Linked DNA regions of Anser cygnoides: region 1 is linked to region 2. The links are chromatin contacts, called in public Hi-C maps. All regions are on one chromosome and are shown on one strand. Each heading gives the region's core, a stretch centred on a gene start, on an enhancer-like site or on the middle of the called end of the contact. The rest is flanking DNA. Distances are from core to core; before and after follow the strand shown. Region 1 overlaps LOC106039767 (a long non-coding RNA gene). Region 2 overlaps ZBTB16 (zinc finger and BTB domain containing 16).

What was found. Hi-C and Micro-C count contacts between places; a contact is called where the count stands out from the background.
Region 1: a Hi-C map of liver shows a contact between it and region 2, with 2.2 times the contacts expected there. The contact joins two enhancer-like sites. A contact is called at or near these places in 2 of 7 Hi-C or Micro-C datasets (both in liver).

The regions. Positions count from the first base shown.
Region 1 is chr21:2,730,142-2,735,772 of Taihu_goose_T2T_genome, reverse strand. The region is part of intron 1 of LOC106039767 (a long non-coding RNA gene); the gene reads left to right. Among named protein-coding and RNA genes, the nearest start is that of CADM1, 27 kb to the right of the region's middle. Within about 2 kb of position 2,577, at least 2 of the 3 cell types and tissues checked have open chromatin away from gene starts, as enhancers often do. A contact at or near this core is called in liver, where this site is marked.
Region 2 is chr21:2,306,316-2,312,292 of Taihu_goose_T2T_genome, reverse strand. It overlaps ZBTB16 (zinc finger and BTB domain containing 16), which reads left to right. Exons shown (of 7, transcript XM_066981283.1): 4 at 5,489-5,575. Among named protein-coding and RNA genes, the nearest start is that of HTR3A, 50 kb to the right of the region's middle. Within about 2 kb of position 2,387, at least 2 of the 3 cell types and tissues checked have open chromatin away from gene starts, as enhancers often do. A contact at or near this core is called in liver, where this site is marked.

The sequences.
Region 1 (5,631 bases), core at 1,328-3,827, 420 kb before region 2:
AGGCACCGTGGTCCTGGCGGTTCCACCACATCCAGCCTCCGAGAAAGAGCTGGGTGGCTTTGCACTGCTGCGGAACATAGCGAAATGGTTAACTTTGAATGTCTCCTGAATGAGTAATCTCACAGATATTCCCACCCCCCCCCGGCCCTGCACACACGCTACGTGCAAATCTGTTTGCAAGCAGCTTGCTTTCTTGGAGGAGGACTTGGAATTGTTAGCTGGCTCCTGTATCCCGTGTACTGAGGCATCCCTTCCTGTGACTGGCTTTGGCAATGACATTTCTCTTGATCTGAATGTTGGGGTTTTTTTTCTGAGTGGAGAGGATGGGGAAAGATGAGTTTAAAGCTGTTTCATGTGGAGGCATCTGTGAGTTTAAGATTCATTCTGGTACTTTGGCATGAGCGTTTGTGGCTGATGCAAAGTAATACTGAAGTTTGGAAGAATCGTCTCTGGCTTTGTATCTGTCTCAAGATTTTAATTGCTTCTCTAGTCTGATATTGCCCATTCAGCAGGTGCAAGAGTTGAACTATTAGCTAAATCATCTGTTTTTCATGGGTCCTATACATTCTAGTAGTATGCAGAAGTAAATTACAGCGATTTCATGATTTTCCTCTTTTTGCTTCTGGCACTGACCCCTCTGCGTTGGGGAGTAAGAACAGCATCTGTGCTATCCATCGGCTGTATCTGGGCCCACTGGAGCACCCTGTTTACACCAATCCTGTACAAATTCATTTTGTGTTCTTCTCTATAAATAGCTTTCCAGTGCCTGCCCATACTAAAAAACCATCATACTCCATAACTGGCCAGGCACAAATCTAATTATCCCAGAAGGGGAGGGAGTGGAGAGAAGAAAGCACATAGAAATTTCATCATCTAACCTTGTGAAATCTGTATGACTTGGAGCTCCAGAGCCTTTGCTTTCAGAGTACAGCTCACCTTCAGAAGCATGGGTTCCTTAAGCACACTTCTTTTTAGCTGTTTTTTTCTTTCTTTTTCTTTTTTTTTTGCTCTGTGCACTGTGCTAAGGGACATACTGAGAGTAGTTTATTACAGCTTTCTGTTTCGTTCTGCTGCAGTACAGTAGAAATAATGCAATCATGTCTCAGCTCCATATGGTCTCAGAGGCTGAGAAGCAGAACAACCTTTTGCTTTGTTTGTGTTTTCACTTACAGCATTGGGGGATGCCGTGGGGAGCTGCTGGCTCGGCTGCTGTCGTCCCCCCCCCTCTGCTGTGCCCTGCTCCCCAAAATGCCACGGCGCAGCGGTGTCCCGGTGTTCGGAATGATGGTGTGGCTAGAGAAGAAATACTGTGCTTGGAAAACAGCCATCGTTTATCTAAATATTTGTGTTTGTATGTGTGGGCTCCATATTGCAGAGAGCAAGCGCGGTTCTGTAGCCTCTCCACTACAGCAGGTCAGACCATACGATCCGAAGCTGCCTGCCAGGTTTGAAACATGCAAGTGTGTTGCCTTGTGCGGCAGCAAATAACCTTGTGCTGCCCGTTGGATGAGACTGGGGTGCGAAGAGCACCAGGCTGCAGCGATGAGAGCCCTGACTGTAGGAAATCAGGGGGTGTCTCCTGGGTTTGGGAGCTGGGGGACCCTGGAGGAGCCGTGTGTCGGCGCTGCTGAGGGTCGCCACTTCGGCTTCAGAGGACCCCCTGAAGCATCCTGGTCTCATTTGGTTCACTCTCATAACAAAAATTTCATTGTTAATGGTGGCTTCTAAGAACTGAAGCCAGGAGTGGGGAAATGGCATTGCTGTAAGATACAGCTGATTTTTTTTTCAGATTTCTCAGAATTTGGCAGGCCACAAATTGGGCACACAGTGTTGGGCATGAACATGATCCAAAGCACCCAGTTCTGCATCTGATGCCCAGATTTGTTATCAGTGAGCTGCTCCAAACAGTGCTGCTCTGACCAGGGGATCTGATTCAGCTAAATGGAGAATTAAACTGTTCTTTGAACAAAGAGTTGAAAGGTGCAAGGCCTGTACGGTGTGGATCGATGCAGTGCACACAAATTCCTGAACCGCTGGGTTTGCTTGGCTTCGGAGGTCGTGAACTCTGCTAAATTCTTTCAGCCTCTGGTTCTGGAGCTCCATGAAACAAACCTGGGGAGAAGGAAAACATTCCTGGTGCCCGTGTGCCCCTGCACAGAGCTGCACAAACAAATGGTTCCAATTATGAAATGGAGTTTGCATGCACTGTGTTATTTCACCCAGTGCCGGAGGGTCTGAATTTCCTCACTACTATGGATAAAGTCCGTCAGCCAACATCTACACTCGTGTAAAAACATAAAATCGAGCTTTGTCTTTCATCAGAAAAATAAACTACGTGCCACAGAGCAGAATAGCAGAGGGAGCACCGGCAGGGCTGAGCAGAGCAGTGCTGGGCAGCAAGGCAGGGAGAGAGCCAGGCTCAGGACACCTCTGCAGGAGCTGGGGCACCCTGCACGGCTGCAAATGCCATTTTCCTGGGGAGAGGACAAAGCAGTAAGGCACTGGGGCTAGGGGTCTGCTGCATTGCTTAAACACCCTGCTGTTGGGCATGGGTGGTATGTAGAGAGACCCTGAGGGAAGGCACAGGGAAGCAGCTTGAAAAATCAGGAAGGGTTTTGCACAAAGATGTACAGCAGCTTGAGAAGGCGTCTTTTCCTTTTGGAGCTGTGCAGATGGACAAGACCAATGAGCCAAGCTGCAGTGAGACTCAATATGGCCCGCTTCCGATTTATTTGGATCAGGGAGCACCCCGGCAGTACAGGAATATGACACCTCTCTTGTCGGCGGATGCTGGGTCAAAACGTTCCTGTGTTATCAGTGAAGTATTTCCTACTTGGCACTTAACTTAAGTAGGTCTCAAAACACTTCGCAGAAGAAGACAGGAAATAAAATTGTGCTGGGGGAAAACTTGGGCACAAAGCTTTGCCCCAGCTGCAGCAGGACAGTGGCAAAGGAGAGGGGAGAGCTGCTGCTTCCCCAGCGTCAGCTGGTGGCTTTGTTCTCCCAGACTTGCTGCCCGCCTTTATAAATGCAGGATGGGAAAGGCCCTGCCAAAGGTCTTCCAGGCTACAAGGACGTGGTGAAAGGAGGGAGGGCAGCCCATGCCAGAGCACTGAGCAGCATCCTGCACCCCTGCCCAAGGCATGGTGCCTGGAGGCACCCAAATGTGCACAGAGCCCAGGCCTGCTGGCTTGAGCATCCTCAGGCAAAAGCACCGCGTCTCACCTCCCCACACAAAACATTTTCCTGTCTTCTGCAAGATACTTTTATTTGAAGAGCTCTCACGATGAGCATAATTTTTCAAATTACTTGTTCTTTCTTTGCCTTCCATGTGTATGCTTGCGCTTTTCCTGCCTCACATTGACGTCATGTTTTAGTACAGCAGCAATAACATTCGGCCTGAGGATAAATTCGTGCATGTGAGAAATAAGAGGGCTTCACCTGTGATGTGTCCGCCCAAGTGCTCAAGCAGAGCAGTCCAGCCCTTGGGATGCTGTTTGTCTAAATTCTCTGAAACCCACGGCTATAATTAGGCTGCACTCTGGGTATTTATAACCCTTCATGGCTTTACGCTTAGCGTTTTTAAGTGCAGAGTAGAAATTGGGGCTGGCGAGGTAAAGCTCACCAGAATAAACAGTGCGGTCCAGGCAGGTGTATTCTGCAGGGAAGTCTGAAGCGGGGGAGCCCAGGGCCCCCAGCTGCCTGGAGCTGGGAGGACGTGCCCCGCAGCCCTCCGTCCCAGGCTGTGATCTCAGCTCCACAGCCCTGAGCGGGAATGTGAGACCTGCAAGGGGAACCTGGGGGAGTGATGCCGCTTGTTCAGAAGGAAGTGTCTGGTCAGTGATTAACCAGCGGTTTTTGTGATGTGAGAGCTCTGGCCTGACTTGTGAGGGTGTCTGTCCACAGAGCAGCCAAGTTCAGGATGTAAACACTGAAGTTCCTTAAATGTAATGCCTCTCAGTACCTGGGAGGGGGCTGGTGCTTGGAAAATGTTTGTGGTGGTGGTGTCACAGCAGCCTTTTGAAGGGCGTGTGCTTTATTTCCATTGCACTTTCAACCAAAGGCTAGAGTAGGTGGGTCTCCACAAGAATCTCTCTCTGGGCAGAGGGGGAAAAACTGCTGGAGGATGGAGAAGCCAGGTTAAAGGAGCCTCTGTATGCAGGAGGTGGAGGAGCTTTGGGAGGGTATCAGGATGCTGCCTCTATCTCCCTCCCTTTGCTACTCAGCGGAGCAGGAGAGTTGGCTGTGAAAAGCTGGCTAAATAGGAGAATTAAGTTGCTAGCAACTAAAAAAGTAAAAACAAAACCAAAAACCCTCAAGACCTGTGGAATGCTTATTTGCCTCCAGTAACTGATTCCTGTTATGCAAATTGACAACATGCGTATACACAATTCAATATATTGAATATTTGATGTTTTACTGGAAAGTGGGGCATTAGTAGTGGATGATGGTAAAGTGAACTGCTGCCTGGGCTAGCAAATCGACCAGTGCTTGAGCTGGGAGGACAAGTGAATCTCAGTGCTCCGCGTGCAGGCTGGCAGCCCTTACTCTGGTGGTGCAAATGGCCTTGGGACGGGAGCTGTCTGTGTTCGGGACCTGATTGCTTCGGTTGCGTTCAGGCAAACGCATCCAGAACGCAGGGCCTGGGTGCCAGCCTGCTCAGCTCCTAATCCAGCGTTCGAGGCACGATCCATGCCGTGTTGTTAAATGCCCTACATATGGATGAATGTTTCTTTAAAGCCTTTAAGAGTAAGCAGCAGCAAAAGAGATCCTTGGCTGCTTGACAACCCAAATGTGGTAGAAATTCCATATGTTTCTGGCTTTAACCTTCCCCAGAGTGCCCCATTTTCTCCATGTTTTGATTTTTAGATCAGGCTTAAGCAACTATTCTCATTGGTCCAGTTGCTGGTGGGAAGTGCTCTCATCTCCAGTCTTTTGTTGCTGAAGCAAATTAGGCAGAGTTTCAGCTCCCTTACCTTCACACATGCTGCCAAGTAAATCCTGCAACTTTTGGGGGTGACGACATAAATTTGCAATGGTGTTCTGCAAAAGCACCCTACCAAACCAGAGCTGTCTAGCATCCATAACAAGCTTATCAAAGAGTTTCTTTGCAGTGAGATCTGAGCCCTCCAGGTTTTGATTCATAGCAGGTGAAGGCAGAGTGTGCTGAAACCTGATTGAAATGTGCGAGGTCAACAAAATAGAGCAGAGAGTGCACAATAATTGGGGAAGAAGCAGCAGCCTTGCTTTCTGCATGTGTTCATGTGATCCTTGTACTTTAATCTCCCATTTCCAAAGGGAAGCCTGTCTTGCATACTTTATTATAGTGTTCATTTGCACAGGAGGTCTCCTGGTTTTTTTTTGGCTTGTTTTTTTTTTTTTTTTAAAAAAAAGGGGGGAGGGGGGGGGACATAACTAAAATTACTGCTGACTTTACTCTCCTCCTTTCTTGTGAAACCGAAAAGAGAAAAGCCTCCCTCCCTCCCACCCAGCAGGGGTGCAGGGAGAGGAGTGGTACCTGACATTCATTTTAAGGATTCTTACCTCTTGCAGAGTTTGAGCCCTTTTTCTTACTGCAGTGCTGATGTTTACTACAGATGAGCAGATTTGAAAATGAGGAAAGCCTTCTGT
Region 2 (5,977 bases), core at 1,138-3,637:
CGTCTTGGCGCGCCCGCCCCGTCCCCGAGGAGGACCCTGCAAGGGCTCCGTGCCCGCCACCTCTCCCCGTGACGCACGTGCCGAGCGCCTGTGGGCATCCGCAGGGCATGGCTCCAGTTCGTTCCCCTTGGCCACGCTGTCCAGCCTGCTCCTTGGGAGGGTATTCGCGCCTCCTCTTCTTTTTCCCTTTCGTTCTTTTTTGGGGGGAGTATGTGGGTTGCCATTTGTATTTTTGAAGTTGTTCTCCCCATTGCCTCAGCCTCCTTTCGTCTTTCTCTTGGCCACCAGCCCCATAAAAGTTTATCACAGTCAGGGACGGTTAAATGGGCACAGGAAAACAGTGGTTTAGTAAATTGTAAAATTAGTTTGGAAGGTTAATGAGGCATGGCTTGTCTGCTGTCGAAGAAGAGGCAGGTTTGCGTAGGTAGCTGAGCACCTAGCAAGGGCTCGCGGGGGGCGCTTGGAGGTGGGGTGGTTGTGCCTGAGAGCGGGGTGGGAACGGGGCACCCCCGGCCCCTCGCACAACCCACGCCGCGGCACGAGGCAGCCGGTGGGAGGACGGAGCGAGGGCGGGCAGCGGCGGGGACACCGATCTGTCCCTGTCTGTTTGTTTTTCCCTGACTCTGGAAACGTCACCGCTGCACTTGTAACGCAACACCTCAATTACGGTACAGGAGGGGGAAATCAAAGCTTCAGAGTGGCCCAGCAGCTTCAGACCTGCTGCCCGGGCCACAATTACGGTCTTGGGAACACCAAAGGCAAGCGGACGAGTGTCATTTTTAACCAGTTAGAACATTTTACTACTTCCTAACATCACAGGCGTTAAAACTGGAGAGCCTACTTCTTGTCCTCAATAAAGTAATTAAACTGAATGGGCGTTGGGAAGTATTATGAGGGTTGATAGTGACTAAAAATAGAATAGCTCTTTTTTCAGGTCCACCGAGCCTTTTCCTGACAGCTTAGAGCCATCCTGGGGCATTGCCTCACCGCGACGAGCCTTTGAGGTGCAGGAGATGCAGCCCAGCACTAAGGCTTGCAGTTTGCTGTATTCCACAGGAAAAGTTGAGCCAGACAGCTGGCAGTTGATCAATTGTCTCCACGTTTCGCAGGGTAAATGCCCAGGGGAGTCTGAAAGAAGCTATTCTTTCTTTTAAATGGATTAAAAATAGCGAGGGCTGGGGTCGGCGGTTTCTGTGTGCCCTTGGCACAGCAGGTAGGGTGCCCACGGGCTCAGCACGGCCGGGGCATGCCGCCTGGTTCTGGTGCTAGGGTAGACGTGCAGCCTGAGGCTTTTTGGGAGAATGCTGCAGAAAAAGGGGTCGAACAGCAGCGCGGCATACATGGCATCTGTGGCTGGCTGGTGGGTGATGGATGTGGGGCAAAGCCCCGAGCTGGGGGAACAGCCCCAACCTGGGCTTGCAAGCCCTGGGCACCACATCCACCCTGGTGGGGAGAGGGGGCTTGCAAGGAGCTCTCGAGGTTGCCGTTTCAGGGATCTAATTTCCGAGAAGCTGAGCACATCATTCATGCTGTGTCATTAAAGTAAGCATCATTCATCCCCATGTCACGGCACGAGCAGGCTTAGCCCCACAGGGAGGAAAAACCTGTCCAGTGAGGAAAAGAAGGGCCGAAAAAGCTCAAAAAGCGCCTGTTGGCCACTTCCCTGCTCCGTGCCGAGCCATGCGGTGGTGAGTGAGCTGCTCCTTGCGTGTTTACGCTAGCCTTTTGCTGCAAAGACCTTTATTAGGCAGGAGCTATAAATTTGCTCGTACAGATATAAATGTACGGCGGAGACTTGTGTGCCAATTACAAGGCATGCTCCGAAACACAGCTGATACTTGGCAGCACGTTAAGTCCCATCCCGTTGGGAAGATCATCTGAAGATATCTATGTACTGTAGGCAATACAAGCCACTAGCTAAAAATACTCTCCCAAAACTTCTGTTTACATTTTAATAGACTAATAGTTTCTATGGGTGTTATTAAAAAAAGGGGGGGGAGGGGGAGAGGAGAGGGAGAAAAAAGCCAACAACAACAACAAAAAAAAGCCCTGACACAGCCTCTTGATGTACTGCTTTCAAATATGTCATGCTCCCTCTAACAAACATCTAACTGTTTTTTCTAAGCACTGTTATAATAAGCTCAGATGTTGGATGACATTTTTCCTGGTGACTCACATAGTAAAATTAACCTTGAACTATTTACATATTCAATCGCCGTACTCTCTCCTCCTCCTCTCCTCTGAGCGTGTGTACATTACAGGAATTCTGGCTCAGGATCAGTTTTTGTTTTGTTGATTAAAAAAAATTCCCTGCCTGGAGTACACATCTACTTGAGTGAAAGAACACACAGTCCTGGCCTTTGGAAATTGGCAGGCAGCGTGCTGTTCCCTGACTGATAAGAGGTACTGTAAATAAAACTGTACAGCATAGCCTGTTGTAAAATGCCCCATGTCTGTACTTATTGTTCTGACAGCTTATGCTTTTTTTGGGTATGCTGTTTTGGTACACTCTGTACTTCCTTATGTAACCAAGCATGCATATCTCATCAGAACATTCACCCTGTTTATTTTAAAATCTCAAGGAATTTTTCTGTCCCCCTGCCCTCCCCACCCCCTGGTCAGCTGCTGGCAAGCACCTCGTGATTCGTTGCTTCGCATCTCTCAGGGCTGTTTCTGCGCTCCGGGCACCTCCCCAGCTCGCCCCCACCTGCACGAGCACCCAGCCCAGGACCCCCCCTGCCCAGCGTTGCCTCTGCTTGGGGCCGGTGTCCCCGATCCAGCAGCATCACGTTGGAGCCGGGGACCAGCCCCTGCTCTAGGCTGTCCCCACCGTGGCTCTGCTGCAGCAGGAGCAGTGCCCACGACGTCCCGGCCCCATGTGGGGAGGGTACGGCCGAGCCAAAACCCCGCTCGGCACAGCCCCAGCCCTGGTGCCCTGCGGGGCGCGTCGCAGCAGGATCGGTGCCGGTGCACCTGCGGCTGGTTCAGCTGCTCTACACGGGGAAAACTTGTTGCTGCATCAGGTTGATGTAACCTTATGGATTATGCTTCACAGCAGTGGGTCTCGGAGAGCTTAAAGTGGCGATGGAGAGTCATTGCCTTGGCAACTGCCTGCTGTACATCATCTGCGCCGGGAGGCTGCCGGGGAGGGGCGGGCGGCCGCAGCCCTATTGATCGGGGTCCCGTGGGTGTCCGGGCAGGCTGCCCCGCACACGGAGCCCCCCCGGCCGTGGTCCTGGCAGTACGACTGCTGCTGGGGCGGGCACTGCCCAGCCTCCCCTTCCTGCTGTGTGCACGTAGCCTTGTGGGGTGCTCGGCCGCCCCATCGGCCAGGCTGTGGGCATCTGCAGGTGGGCCGGGCGGTCACGGGGCTGCGGTCACGGGCTCAGCAAGGAGGTTTTGAAACTTTGTGTGCTTCTGAGTCCCCATCGTTTACCAGTGGGGATTTCAGGGCTGGACACTCGGGCAGCGACCGGGCTGCTGCATCTCAGGGGTGCTGCGTCCTCATCCCCATGCACGGTTTGGGTGGGGAGGACATGGGAGCACTGGTCCCGTGCTTCCCTCCAGCTCTGCGCCCTCCCAGGTGTGCGGCCCTGGGTGTTGCACACAGCACACACTTCTGAGGAAAAATGAAATTAAAAAACAAAAGCGTTGCAGGGTCCCGCTGGCCTTATGGGTCACTGATCCAGGAACAAAACATCCTGAGCTGGCTCTGGCATGACGGCCGGTGATGGCTCCCAAGCAGCAGTGACCTCTCCAATTATGCCGGTAATAGAACCCTGCTCATTATTACAGCCGTCCTTTGGCGAAGGGAGGGGGCAGCTGGCATCGGGGTCCCCGCAGTGGGGTGCGGGTGCCCGGTCACCACACAACCCCCAGCACGTGGGAGCGGGGCCGCGGTCACCCCATGCTGTCACCAAAATGCACCTTCTTATTTATTTTTTTGCGAACAGCCATGTGGTTTATGCACACTTGAGTTGTTTTGAATGCAAACTTGACATCATAGCGAAGGCAGCAGAGAACAACATATGCACAGTAAACAGGCAGACTGTCTTATTGATTAACAGATGAGACCTCTATTATCGATCAAAGCTTGGCGAGAAAATTTATCACTTTTAATTTCACTGCTGCCAAATATTTCTGCCTGTGAGCCAGCCGTTACTAAGACAATTTAAAGACGAAGGAATTCTCTTGTTAATGGATCTCGTGATACCTCCGTCTCTCTCCGTGTCTCCTTTTGTTTCACCACTGCACATCCGCACGCAGGGAGGAGCCAGGGGCTCGGTTCTGGGCCGCGATGTGGAGGGGCCATGGGGCCGGAGCTCCGGGCATGGCCGCGGGGCTCAGCGAGGACCCGGGGCGCAGCTCTCCGCTTCTTCCCCTTCCTGCCACCTCGAAGGCTGCTCCTCGTGCTCTGGTCCACGCGTAGATTCTCGCAACAGCTGAATCGAACTTCAAAATCTAACAAATGCGCTCACAGCTTTGTCCTGGCAGCATATGCGCTGGAGATAGTACGCATTGTTAATCTAGTTTTATCTGGAAGTTACTTATCTGCTGTTAGACATCCTGTTTTTTTTCCTTGTTCTAACTAGCGCCTCTGACCCGCCACACGCGGCACATGTTGATAGTGATTTTCTAAGAATTCCCCTGAATACCACATCTCTCTCTCAGTCAAAGAGGTATCTGTGCTTCTCACTAAATTGTGTTGTTTCTGCCACGTTTCTTATCAGATGGTTCTGCCTTCTCTTTCCTCTCATCCTCTGATACTGGTAACAACTGCTACAATAGGAAGGGGCAGGAAACCGTTTAAAATTAGATCAGTTACAACTCTAATGAAAGTCATTGATGTTTAATGATTTTTTGAAAACAAATATTTAATTTCTTCTTGGCAAGCAACTGCTTAAAATGAAAGAGCAGCACAACGTCAATAGTATATTTGTGTGTTATGCTGTTATTTGGAACTAGCAGAACAATGGGACTGAGAAGGGCAGCTACTTTTTGCTGCCATGTGTGGGCTATAAAATATTAAGTCCCTCTATTGAACAGATTCTGTGTTTTATGAAGTGAATGGCTTTAAAAATACATGCGTTCCTAGAGGAGTGCTCTTCATATCACTTTCATGCTGCTTGCTTGTATTGGTTCTGTGAGAATTGTATTTTCTCTACAGGAATGGATAAATCCTCTTATTGGATGCTGGTGAGAAGGAGTTTTGATTTTGGATATTTGCTGCCGACCTACTCCAGCCAGCATGCCTTACGCCAGCCCTGTCCCCGTGAATGGCTTCAGTGCTGGGGGTGCTCGGCTGTGCCTGCCCAGAGCCCAGTGGTGGGGAGCTGTGGTGGCGGGGAGGACGCTGGCAGAGTCTGCAGGGCTCTGCAATGCCTTTTGCCATGGTGATTCTCCCAGCCTCAGTTTCTGCTGGTTGATCTGCAACCCTCCGCTGTGCGTGCCATCTGAATAATGCTCGTTTTCTCCTTTGTCTTTCTAGCGGGTGCCAAAGCGTTTGTCTGTGATCAGTGCGGTGCACAGTTCTCAAAAGAAGATGCCCTGGAGACACACAGGCAGACACATACTGGTATGTTGACTTTTCTTTTTTTTGCTTAACTCCTTCTCCAAACAAACAGTGCGGAAGGAAGCGGTGTGTGTGCTGCCTCCCTCCCAGGGTATAGAGGCTTTCCTGGAGTCCTTTTCCAGGCCCCGTTACTTCTCCCCCAGGTAGCTCTTATGTCTGAGGGAGGAACCGATCCCGGGTCCCACCACCCCGCTCCCTGGGAAAGCAGCAAAGCAAGAGCACCACAGTGTTCCTTGCTTGAGCTGCCACTTACGTGTCCTTTCCTCTCAATTCCGTGCAAAATGACTTCAGCAAAGCATCTCCTGTCTGTGTCCAAACTCACAGCTCTGACCGCAGAGTCAAAACATAAAATTAAATGAAAAGAGCTTTTCTTGGAGCCGATGGCAGAGAAGGGAGCAAGCCGAG